Regions from separate parts of the Mus musculus genome. Here all the other regions are linked to region 2. The links are chromatin contacts, called in public promoter capture Hi-C maps. All regions are on one chromosome and are shown on one strand. The core of a region is the stretch at or near the end of the contact, and the rest is flanking DNA. Distances in the headings are between cores, read along the strand shown.

Region 1 (3,365 bases), core at 161-2,660, 98 kb before region 2:
TGGTGCTTGTAGAGGTCAGAAGAGAGGACGGGACAGGAGTCACAGTCTTGTGAGCTGCCATGTGGGTGCTCGGAACTAAACCCGGGTCCCTGCACGAGCAGCCGGTCCCTCGTGTGGACAAACAGCCCACAGGTCTTCACGCTGATCTCTACTTTTCTGGATGTCTGACACTTTCACTTAGAAACGTTTTAAACAGAACCTAATGGCTCCTCGGCAGTTCAGTGGTTGTTTGCACGGTGTGTGTGTGTGTGTGTGTGTGTGTGTGTGTGTGTGAGTGTGTGTGTGTGTGTGTATGTGTGTGTGTGTGTGTGTGTGTGTGTATGTGTGTGTGTGTGTATGTGTGTGTGTGTGTGTGTATGTGTGTGTGTGTGTGTGTGTATGTGTGTGTGTGTGTATGTGTGTGTGTGTGTGTGTGTGTGTGTGTGTGTGTATGTGTGTGTGTGTGTGTGTATGTGTGTGTGTGTGTGTGTGTGTGTGTGTGTGTGTGGCATTTGGGAGTACAGAGTGCTGGATTCAGGTCTGTTGTCCCAGCACTCAGGGAACAATCACGAGCTCCGATAACATTCCCAGATCAACAGGAAGAGCACAAAGAGACCATGTCTCAAAAAGTGAACCATCAAGCAACATTATCACAACACACAAAAACACCCCCTGACCCAAACTGCCTTCATCCGGCTTTACAAACCGGTCCTCACACTATGGTTGCCGTGTCAGTCAACGCGTTTAAGTCGGGAGCCAAACTATCAAACGCAGATGTCGGATCTGGTGCTGATAATCAATACAAGGAGCAGACGCAAACCTCTTTTCACGTCAGCGTGACTCTGAGGCCATCCGGTCTCTCTCCGCGTGTGAAAGAGCGCCCGTGACGGCGACAGATACAATGGACAGTGAAGCGTTTCCACGTGTTTCTGTTCTGAGCCGACTCCTCCACGCGTGCTGTTCTGAGGTCCGTGGGATCGAGTAAGTTTTAGATTAAAAAGAATGGATTTCTACGATGTCGACTGTTAAACTGCACAGGAGGCCTCAGCTCTCCACCCGCCCACCGGCTCCCCGCTTCGCTTCGGGTTGGAAAAAGCGCAGAGCCGAGAAGAGCGGCGTCGACGGGGTCGGAGGGCGAGAGAGGGAGGGCAGGGGAGGGAGGGAGGGAGGGAGGGAGGGAGGGAGGGAGGGAGGGAGGGAGGGGTGAGGCTCTGAGAGGTTTCGAGTCCACCCTGAGCCCGCAGCCCCGGCCCGGGACTCGATCCTCCGCCTCGCCCGGCTCCGGCTCCCTCTGGACGCAGCGCGGTCCGGCCGTCCCTCCCCGCCCGGCGAGCCGCGGCTCGGCTCCACCCGGCGCGCCTCGCGGTAGGCGGGCGGACGACGGCGCCCCGCCCCTCGGCCGCACCATAGAGACGCGCGCGCCGCCGGCCAGAGCGGCCGAGTCCTCCGGGTCCCCGCGGACGCCGGGATGCGGGTCGCTCGCTGGATGAGCCTGAGCCGGTGGCCGCCCTGAGCTCTGCACGCCCTCAGAGCCCTCAGAGCCGGACGGAAACGTGGAAAACGTCCCGTCGGTGTCTGTGCTCATCGAGTCACCCCGCTCACCACGATGCTCACCTGTGGCGGCCGGGATGGAGAAGCCCCTCGCCGGCTGCAGGGCACACCGTGGGTCGGGGGCTCGACGGCTCAGACGTTCCTAACGTCCTGCAGTGGACGCCACAGGGCAGACGATGCAGGATCGCGCGACCTGTCAGACCAGACGCACCGCAGCGCTTCACCGCCCCCTTGGGGATTTCTCAAGGCTTTGCTACTCACCGGCGGGGGCGACACGGGCGATGGGAGGCGGCTGATCTCAGGACATCGAGGGCAAAGCAAGAAGGCTCAGCGGTTAAGAACACTGACTGCTCTTCATACAATGCATCCTGAATCCTTGTGTTGGGCTCGGCTACAGAATCGCTTCAGATGAACTATTCCAGCAGAGGGCCACAGTCATCCCCCTGCCTCACACAGTCACACAGCCACATCCCCCTGCCCCACACTCAATCAGCATCATCCCCCTGTGTCAGCGGGGGGATGTTAAGAACACTGACTGCTCTTCATACAATGCATCCTGAATCCTTGTGTTGGGCTCGGCTACAGAATCGCTTCAGATGAACTATTCCAGCAGAGGGCCACAGTCATCCCCCTGCGTCAGAAAATCACTCACAGAATCGCTTCAGATGAACTATTCCAGCAGAGGAGCTCCTTTACTGAAGGGCACTGACCAAGTGGAAATATGCTGGACACATAGTGATATATCTCAACTAGGAGAGGCTAACTTTAGTGAGGTAGTTGGGACGATCATAGATGGACTGGCCCAAGTTCAAGGCTGGATCATGACAAGAACTGTTGTGGACCAACCCTCAAGGGGAGGAAGACTCTTCAGGGGGGTTTAAACACCCCCCACCCTCCTGAGACCCGGCTTTCCTGCTTCCGGAGTTCCTGCTCTGGTTTTGGGGGGTCTTTTTCTCTGAGCCTCTGCCTCATGTGTTTCCTCACCCCCAGTAAACACTTTTCTTCAACTGCCGGGTCTGTCTGTGGCATGAGATTGCTCTGCTGCCCTTTGTGGGCTTCAGAGTTCCTGCGTATGAACAGAGAAAAACAAACCGGATCTGGACACCTAGCCTATATCATTTAGGTTGCAACAGGGTTGCTTTGGTCACTTTTCTTTTTTGATATACAGCTTTGCTTTTTATAGTTTGGATAGGGGAGGAAATGATGCCTCTTTTTTTTTTTTTTTTTTTTGGTTTTTCGAGACAGGGTTTTTCTGTGTAGCCCTGACTGTCCTCGAACTCAGAAATTCGTCTGCCTCTGCCTCCCAAGTGCTGGGATTAAAGGTGTGCACCACCACGCCCGGCTGACCCCTCTTTTTAAGAGGAGCCAGCGGTAGGTTCAAAACCCTCTGGGTATTTTTTAAATTACTTTTTATTTTTGTGAGATAATATTTCTCCTTTCTCTTTCCTCCCTCCAAGCCCTCTCATAAAAGCCCAGGAGGCCTCAACCCTAATCTTCCCTGGAGAAGAGTACACCAACTGTTTCTCCAAAACTACATAACCTGCCATCACACTTACGAGGAACAAAGGCTGAGCAGGTTGTATTTATTTAGGAATATATATTAATTTATGTATGTAACAACAATTAGTGTGTTGCTGCCCTCCAGACAGCTGAACACCTGCCCCCTCACTGCTGATATAACAAAGGGGGCTGAAAATTCTTTATTTTTTTATGTATGTGAGTACACTGTAGCTCTCTTCAGACACACCAGAAGAGGGCATCAGATCCCATTACAGATGGTTGTGTGCAATCATGTGGTTGCTGGGAACTGAACAGACCCCATCCTTTGTTTCAGC
Region 2 (3,295 bases), core at 720-3,219:
TTCAAATCCCAGCAACCACATGGTGGCTCACAACTATCCGTAGTGAGATCTGATACCCACTTCTGGTGTGTCTGAAGACAGTTACAGTGTACTTATATGTAATAAATAAATACATCTTAAAAAAAAAAAGAAAAGAAAAGAAAGGCATTCTAAGCTCCTCTCTGCTCACAGGAAGTTGGCTGTAATCAGGTTGCTTGTGAGGGACTGGAGTGACCACTGAGTACCTGAGAGGATGGGAACAATATGGGGATAGGGTGATGCTCATGAAATCAGCTTCCCAAGGAAACTAACCAAATTAAGACTTAAGCTAATGTGATTGACACACCAACAAAAGTATTTAAAGGGAAAGCAGTGCATGGGGAAGAAAACCCCAATATAAATAAACCCTTTTCATAGAGTCTTGTATGAACTGGTAGTCTCTTAGGTTTTTATGTTTTCAGTCCATCAGTGTCTGTGTGTGTGCATGAGTGAGTATGGGCAAGCATATCTGGTGGTCAGACAGCTTTCAGGAGTAGGTTCTTCTGTCTTACTGGGGAGGGGGTCTCTTGTGGTACTGAGCTTTGTCCCCTAGGCTAGCTGCTTCTGTCACCTTCCAGGTGATTCTCCAGTCTTCAGCTCCCAGCTTCACACCACACCCAAGCACTGCCAAGGCAGTGCTAGGATTACAAATTAGTGCCTCCATGCAGACTTGCAAATGTGGGTTCCTGGGATCGAACTGTCTGGCAGGCTTGCGCGGCATGCCCTTTTACCCATTGAGCCATCTCACTGGCCCAAGTTTTCTGTTTTAGATATAACATTTAAAACATGCCGCGTATCAAATGTGCCAAAGAATCTACTTTGTGTTTCAGCTGTTCACCCTGCTCATATGGGTTGCCATTATATTAAAGGTAAAACAAGTTCACATAACTGGTGGGGCTGTCAAGATAGCTCCACCGACAAAGCACTCAGTGCACAAGCTTGAGGACCCAGGTTTGAGCCCCAGCACCCACATAAAAAGCCAGATGAGTGGGCACAAGTTTGTAACCCTGTCTTCAAAAAAACAACAACAAAAAAGAAGGTTCAAGACTCCCAAGGAACAACACCCGAGGTTGGCTTCTGATTGCCACAGGTTCTGTCCTCTGATGTATGTGCTCCCACATGAACATACACCAGCACACATACAAGGAGTAAGTGAACAGAAACACACTTAGTTATCCTCAGTATAAGGTAGCAGATGGTTTGCTAAGATCAGCTGAGATCATTTCTTGTGGTATAAAATCTGTGCGGGGTGGGGTGGGGGGGCACAAAAAGAAATTGTTGCCATGTTTAGTGGCTGGAAGAGTGACTGTTACACAAGGTGGAGCTTAACATGTACCATGCAGAGTTCTATGAGTGCTCTTGATTCTGTCACATAAGATGCATGTAATTGGGAGGATGTCAAAATCAGCTCTGTATCAGTGTTTTTAGCTGCAGAATCGTTTGGGCAAACAGAATGTTTCAAGACAATATAAGTAGGTTCCATTAGCGCCACGGACGGCAGGTTGCACTCAGATGGGGCGGAGTGTTTAGAAACACCACTTGAAAAAAAAAATATTTTTTCTGTTCCACTATGACTAACTTAAAGTCACAACAGTGATGGTAGTGTGTTTTTGATTAAGTTACAGTAATGACAGTGATGATAGAGTTTTTCTATATTGTTTTATTAAGTATTACAACTACGAGGGAGAGGTTTTGCTGAAAGCCAGCACGTGAGTCTTAGAATCAAATAGTTGTGTTTAACTAGGTAAAGATAATATGGAAATAAGATTAGTATAGTGGGCCCCAGACATCCTATTAAAGAAATGATTTGGCTCGCTGTTAGTTTTCATTGGATAGCTTGTTTCTGTAGTTAAACCATATTTACTGAGCATTTGCCATGGGACAAGAACCACACTGAATATTTCACCCGTGTTGACTTTGTTCTTTCAATAGCTTTCAGAGCTTGACACACCCCTTGGCTCTTGTTTTAGAGATGAGGAGAGCAAGGGTTAACTTGCTCAGATCTGATCGTTTGGTCTGTCTCAGGAGCCCAAGTTTTCAGCCACTCCTGATCACAGGTAGTGATTTTTTCCCCTCTGAGACTGAAATATTACATACAATGTTACAACTAATATAGATACACCTCTCCTAGTATAATGTAAGTACTACATAGTCACCAAAGAACATTTGAACAGCACGGTTTGAAGATAGGGAGCCTTGACACCCGAAGACAGGCGCTGATGGCATTCGGTGTCTGTACTTTTTAAACTATCTCGGCTAGTCTGCAGCATTTGTTAGGAAGCGGCTGGGTAACTCTTTGGGTGAGAGTCTTCCTCCGCAGGAATGCTGCCCAGGGCAGATTTCTCGCTCTGCTGCTGACTAGCCTAGTGCTAGCAGGCAAGTCGCCCTTTCACCTTTGTGTCTGTGTTTATGAAACAAATGTAGCAATTGTACTCATTCAGAGGGCGACTGTAAAGGTCGGAGGGGTAAGTATATAAACAGTGCTCAGAAGTAACCTCGCTGTGGGAGCTTCTGCAGTTATGTAACTGACAGGTTGTAGTAATGTATGGTCCTCCACCTTTTATTTTATAGAGCTGTCTTTTTTTTTTTTTTTTTTTTTTTCCAGTTATAAGGCTGTTGTTTTAGCAGCGAATCATTTTGGGAGGTTTTTCACTGGGCAGATCACAGCTGCTGGAAAAGTTCCCCCTGCGAAGGTATGTATAACTTCCAGTGTTTTTCATACACACACACACTCACACACACACACACACACACACACACACACACACACACACACACCACACACACGTTTGTTTGTTTGTTTGTTTATTTATTTATTTATTCATTATGTATACAAGTGTTCTGTACTGGATGTATGCATACCTGCCAGAAGAGGGCACCAAATCCCACTATAGATGATTATGATCCACCACTTGGTTGGTTGCTAGGAATTGAACTCAGGACCTCTGGAAGAGCAGTCAGCGCTGTTAACCTCTGAGCCATCTCTCCAGCCCCACTTTCAGTGTTTCTTAATGAGACAAGTTGAAGGTGACATAAAATATGGTTACTTTCAAATGTCTTGCTGTGTGTTAGCCTCGCTGATGTTACTGTTGTACTTAGAAATTTAAAGTGAAACTTTAGAGCTGAACATTGAATATTGCTTGAAAAAAAAAAAAAGAAATTCTGGCATTTTTGTTTGTTTGTTTTAAAAGTTTAGTCTTTTTTCTTTTGCCTTTTCAGTTTCTGACTTATTTGAATTCTTAAGTGGATTTTGTCTAGATTGACCTGTGGGTCAATT
Region 3 (3,234 bases), core at 48-2,547, 73 kb before region 2:
TCATTTTAATCACACTGGCTTTGTAGAGATTGCTCTTGAAAGAAGGTGTTTCTCATCTCAGGAACTTTGCCCTGCTCTCTCTGTCTAGCTTGTCGTCTCCTTGCTTATCATATCACAAACTCTTCATCAGAACTCACATCTCAACACAAATACCACTTGCACCAAGGCCCAACTTTATCACCTAAGCTAAACTACTCCATCCATAATTGCTATCCTAACATATCTTTTGTCCTCATAGACTTTATCAGTACCTCCCACCAGGATAGAAACTCAGACAAAACAGATCTCTCCTGTCTTATTTACAAATGTATCACTGGGACCTCAAATAGTACTAGGCAAAGAAAGCTGTTGGACAAATAAACTTTCATCAAATACAGAAAGAATAAATATTTAAATTCTTCCCCTTGAGTTCACGATATGCGTTGATGACACCACTGTCATCACGATGCTTTCTGCCTGTAACTAGCTTTCTATTGCTTTTTAAAATCTCGCTTGAATTTGGCCCTTTATCTCCTTTTGTTGGAAGCTGAACTCTTATTTACTACAACTATCTTTCTCCCATTTCGTCTGTCTTCAGTGCATCTCTATATTGCCGTCACGGGTTAACTTCCCACAGGTAAGACCACAGTAACTGCTTTACGTCACTTGTTTAAATCCTTGCAACGCCAATAAGCAAACACCGTGATTACAGACGAAGAGACGTATGTGCACACACGCATAGCTCTACCTGGTATTTTAAGAGCAAATTGGTGCTTTGCATCGTTTTATTCACGTTTGCACTCTCACCATTCAACACGTTAGGTCTGGGGGATAACGAACCGAAAACCCTCCTCTGCATGTTGAAGGCTCGTTTTTTTTTTCAAAACAAACCCGGGGAAAGAGAAGGGGGCGGGAAAACACCCTCAGCAAGACCACCGCCAAACTTGCAACACTCACCGGCGGCTGTGGGCTGCGAAGTTGTTCTGCACCTGGAAGGGAGGGCAACCTCGGCCTCCGACCGACCTCTATTTTGCTCAAGTGGCACGAACTGTGCTGTTTGCGTAGCGCTTCTCCACGGTTCCTTCCGTAATGTATTAACTACCGAGAAGCATTTCTTGAGGAAGAAAAATAATCACATCTACGGAAAAACACGGATACAAGAAGTGTTTCGGTTGAAACACCGGTCCAGTCCTCTGGGGCAGCATCGGCGACGCGAGGAACAAAACACAAACAAACAAAACACAAACAAACAAAACACAAAGCGAGGCAGCAGTTGGAGCCTCCCGCACCGAGAGGAAGGGGCGGTCTCCGGAAAAGCGAAGCCGGAAGTCCCGCCTCTTCCATTGCAAAGAGCAGTTCCGGAAAAGACCGGTTTTCCGGGTTGGACTCTGGTCTCCACGTATCGGGTGCTCAGTGTCGGCACGGAAGCGCCGAGTTTCCGTGGGGATTAGGGTTATAGACCAGTTTTACCAGGCGACACTGTCACAGGATAGGTGTTAGCGGAGCTTTAAAATTCTTTAAAAGTAATCGAAGACAAAGACCACTTGTTTTAAGAGGTGCCAGAAAATGTCTTCTAATTCTTAATCTATTGCCATTAGACATGCGTACGACGTCAGCAAAATACGCTGCGGATTAGCCCAATTCACTGGGGTCAGGATGGGGATTGGAGAATGACTGGGGGGACAAAATATTCTATTAGTTATGAGTGTTCCTAAACTAAAAAACACAGCGATCTATGAGAGAATAGAGTCTGAGAAAATACTTCCACTAAAATCTGAGGTTTGAGTTTTTTTGGGTTTTGTTTTGTTTAGTTTGTTTTTGAAACAGGGTCTGTGTAAACCTGGCTGTCTTGGAACTCGCTCTGTAGACCCAGCTGACCTCGAACTCAGAGATCTGTCTGCCTCTACCTCCCTAGTGCTGGGATTAAAGATGTGCTTCACCATCTTCCTGGCTTTGCCCTGCCTAAAAATAGTATTGCATCCAGATTATAGACTGTCCACAAGACACTCTTGGTAGTAAAGCAGACCTCTTTGTGCTGCCTATTGCCCTCAGTATGAGGGTGAGCTCAGAGCAAGGGGGGGGGGGCAGATCTCTCCACAAGGACATTATCCATATGGCCAGAGCTCCAAATCTGGAGTTTTAAATAGGTACTTGCTAAGTACAAGCAAAGGTCAAGGCTCTGTTACAACTCCAAGCAGTCCAAGGGAAAGATGATGTCTCTTTAAGGGGTTGAAGCATGATCAGGGAGGAAGGAGGCCTGAGGTAGTATGGCCAGGTCATTATGGATGGAGCCAGACTCGAAGAAATTTGCTGATTCTAAATTTAAAAATCTCCAGGCAACTTTTTCTTAAAAAACAAACTAACAAAAAAGCTTTATTAGGAATATTTGTTTAGTGCAAGAGCTTTAAGCAAAGCTATCAGTAAGGGATTGGGAAAACAGGATCTAACTCTTCAATTAGCCATCACTTGAAAATATACTGATACAAAGAATGATCTTAAGTAAAGACATCCTTGGACAGATAACAGTCTTCCTTCCTTCCTTTCTTTTTTCTTTTCTTTTCCTTCCTTCCTTCCTTCCTTTCTTTCTCTTTCTTTCTTTTTTTGAGACAGGGTTTCTCTGTGTAGCCCTGGTTGTCCTGGAACTCACTTTGTAGACCAGGCTGGCCTCGAACTCAGAAATCCGCCTGCCTCTGCCTCCCGAGTGCTGGGGCTAAAGGCATGCGCCACCACCGCCCAACCACAGTCTTATTTCTTAATGACCTGTGACAGTATGTACTGTACATTGTGTAGCTGTTTTCTACCCCCACCCTTTCCCCATCTAATGTTTGAGAACCCGAATGGAATTTCTGCTACACGGGATTTCATGTTTTGAAAGATTACTGGGATTGCTGATGGGGAATGGATTGTGGGCAGCAAAGGGTAAACAGGAGAGAACCCCTAGAATGTAGGTTCTCAATACTAAGAAGACAGCAGTTCCAGCAGGAGAGTTAATTATATTCTTGGGAATTACTGGACCTGGGACTTCGGAGAAAAGACTCTAAAACAACCCAATTTCCTGGTTTAGGAAAGGCGGAAGAGGTTATAAAAAAATAAATTTAGGAAAAGTTTGAGCTAGATTTAAATCTTCTAAATTCATTTGGTGAAAATTGTAAGATTTGGTTGGAATTAGGAGATACCCACCTGGAGATCAATGGCTGTTAGTTGAAGATTTAAAAGAAATGTGACATTAGAATGTTAAGGGGGCTGGAGAGATGA

Evidence for each region. Promoter capture Hi-C pulls out the DNA fragments that hold promoters and counts their contacts.
Region 1: a promoter capture Hi-C map of liver shows a contact between it and region 2, with 3 times the contacts expected there. The contact joins the promoter of 3110070M22Rik here to the enhancer-like site in region 2. A contact is called at or near these places in 9 of 39 promoter capture datasets (the C10 cell line, the HPC-7 cell line, embryonic stem cells and 4 more), 1 of 484 Hi-C or Micro-C datasets (nephron progenitors), 2 of 115 datasets of contacts at active chromatin or transcription factors (the SCID.adh cell line and embryonic stem cells) and 2 of 9 other capture datasets (adipose tissue and liver).
Region 3: a contact with region 2 is called in a promoter capture Hi-C map of trophoblast stem cells, with 2.7 times the contacts expected there. The contact joins the promoter of 4833420G17Rik here to the enhancer-like site in region 2. A contact is called at or near these places in 2 of 39 promoter capture datasets (macrophages and trophoblast stem cells), 16 of 484 Hi-C or Micro-C datasets (the AML12 cell line, B cells, embryonic stem cells and 8 more), 4 of 115 datasets of contacts at active chromatin or transcription factors (the SCID.adh cell line, embryonic stem cells, hepatocytes and 1 more) and 3 of 9 other capture datasets (adipose tissue, liver and pancreatic islet).

What each region holds. Positions count from the first base shown.
Region 1 is chr13:119,486,429-119,489,793 of GRCm38.p6, reverse strand. It overlaps 3110070M22Rik (RIKEN cDNA 3110070M22 gene), which reads left to right and starts at 1,410. Exons shown (of 1, transcript NR_027974.1): 1 at 1,410-2,537. It overlaps Tmem267 (transmembrane protein 267), which reads right to left and starts at 1,321. Exons shown (of 3, transcript NM_001177666.2): 1 at 800-1,321.
Region 2 is chr13:119,388,610-119,391,904 of GRCm38.p6, reverse strand. Nnt (nicotinamide nucleotide transhydrogenase) reads left to right here. Exons shown (of 17, transcript NM_001308506.1): 5 at 2,624-2,711. Among named protein-coding and RNA genes, the nearest start is that of Nnt, 19 kb to the left of the region's middle. Within about 2 kb of position 1,969, at least 8 of the 459 cell types and tissues checked have an H3K27ac peak or open chromatin away from gene starts, as enhancers often do. A contact at or near this core is called in hepatocytes, liver and trophoblast stem cells, where this site is marked.
Region 3 is chr13:119,460,822-119,464,055 of GRCm38.p6, reverse strand. It overlaps 4833420G17Rik (RIKEN cDNA 4833420G17 gene), which reads right to left and starts at 1,297. Exons shown (of 13, transcript NM_001113550.1): 1 at 937-1,297.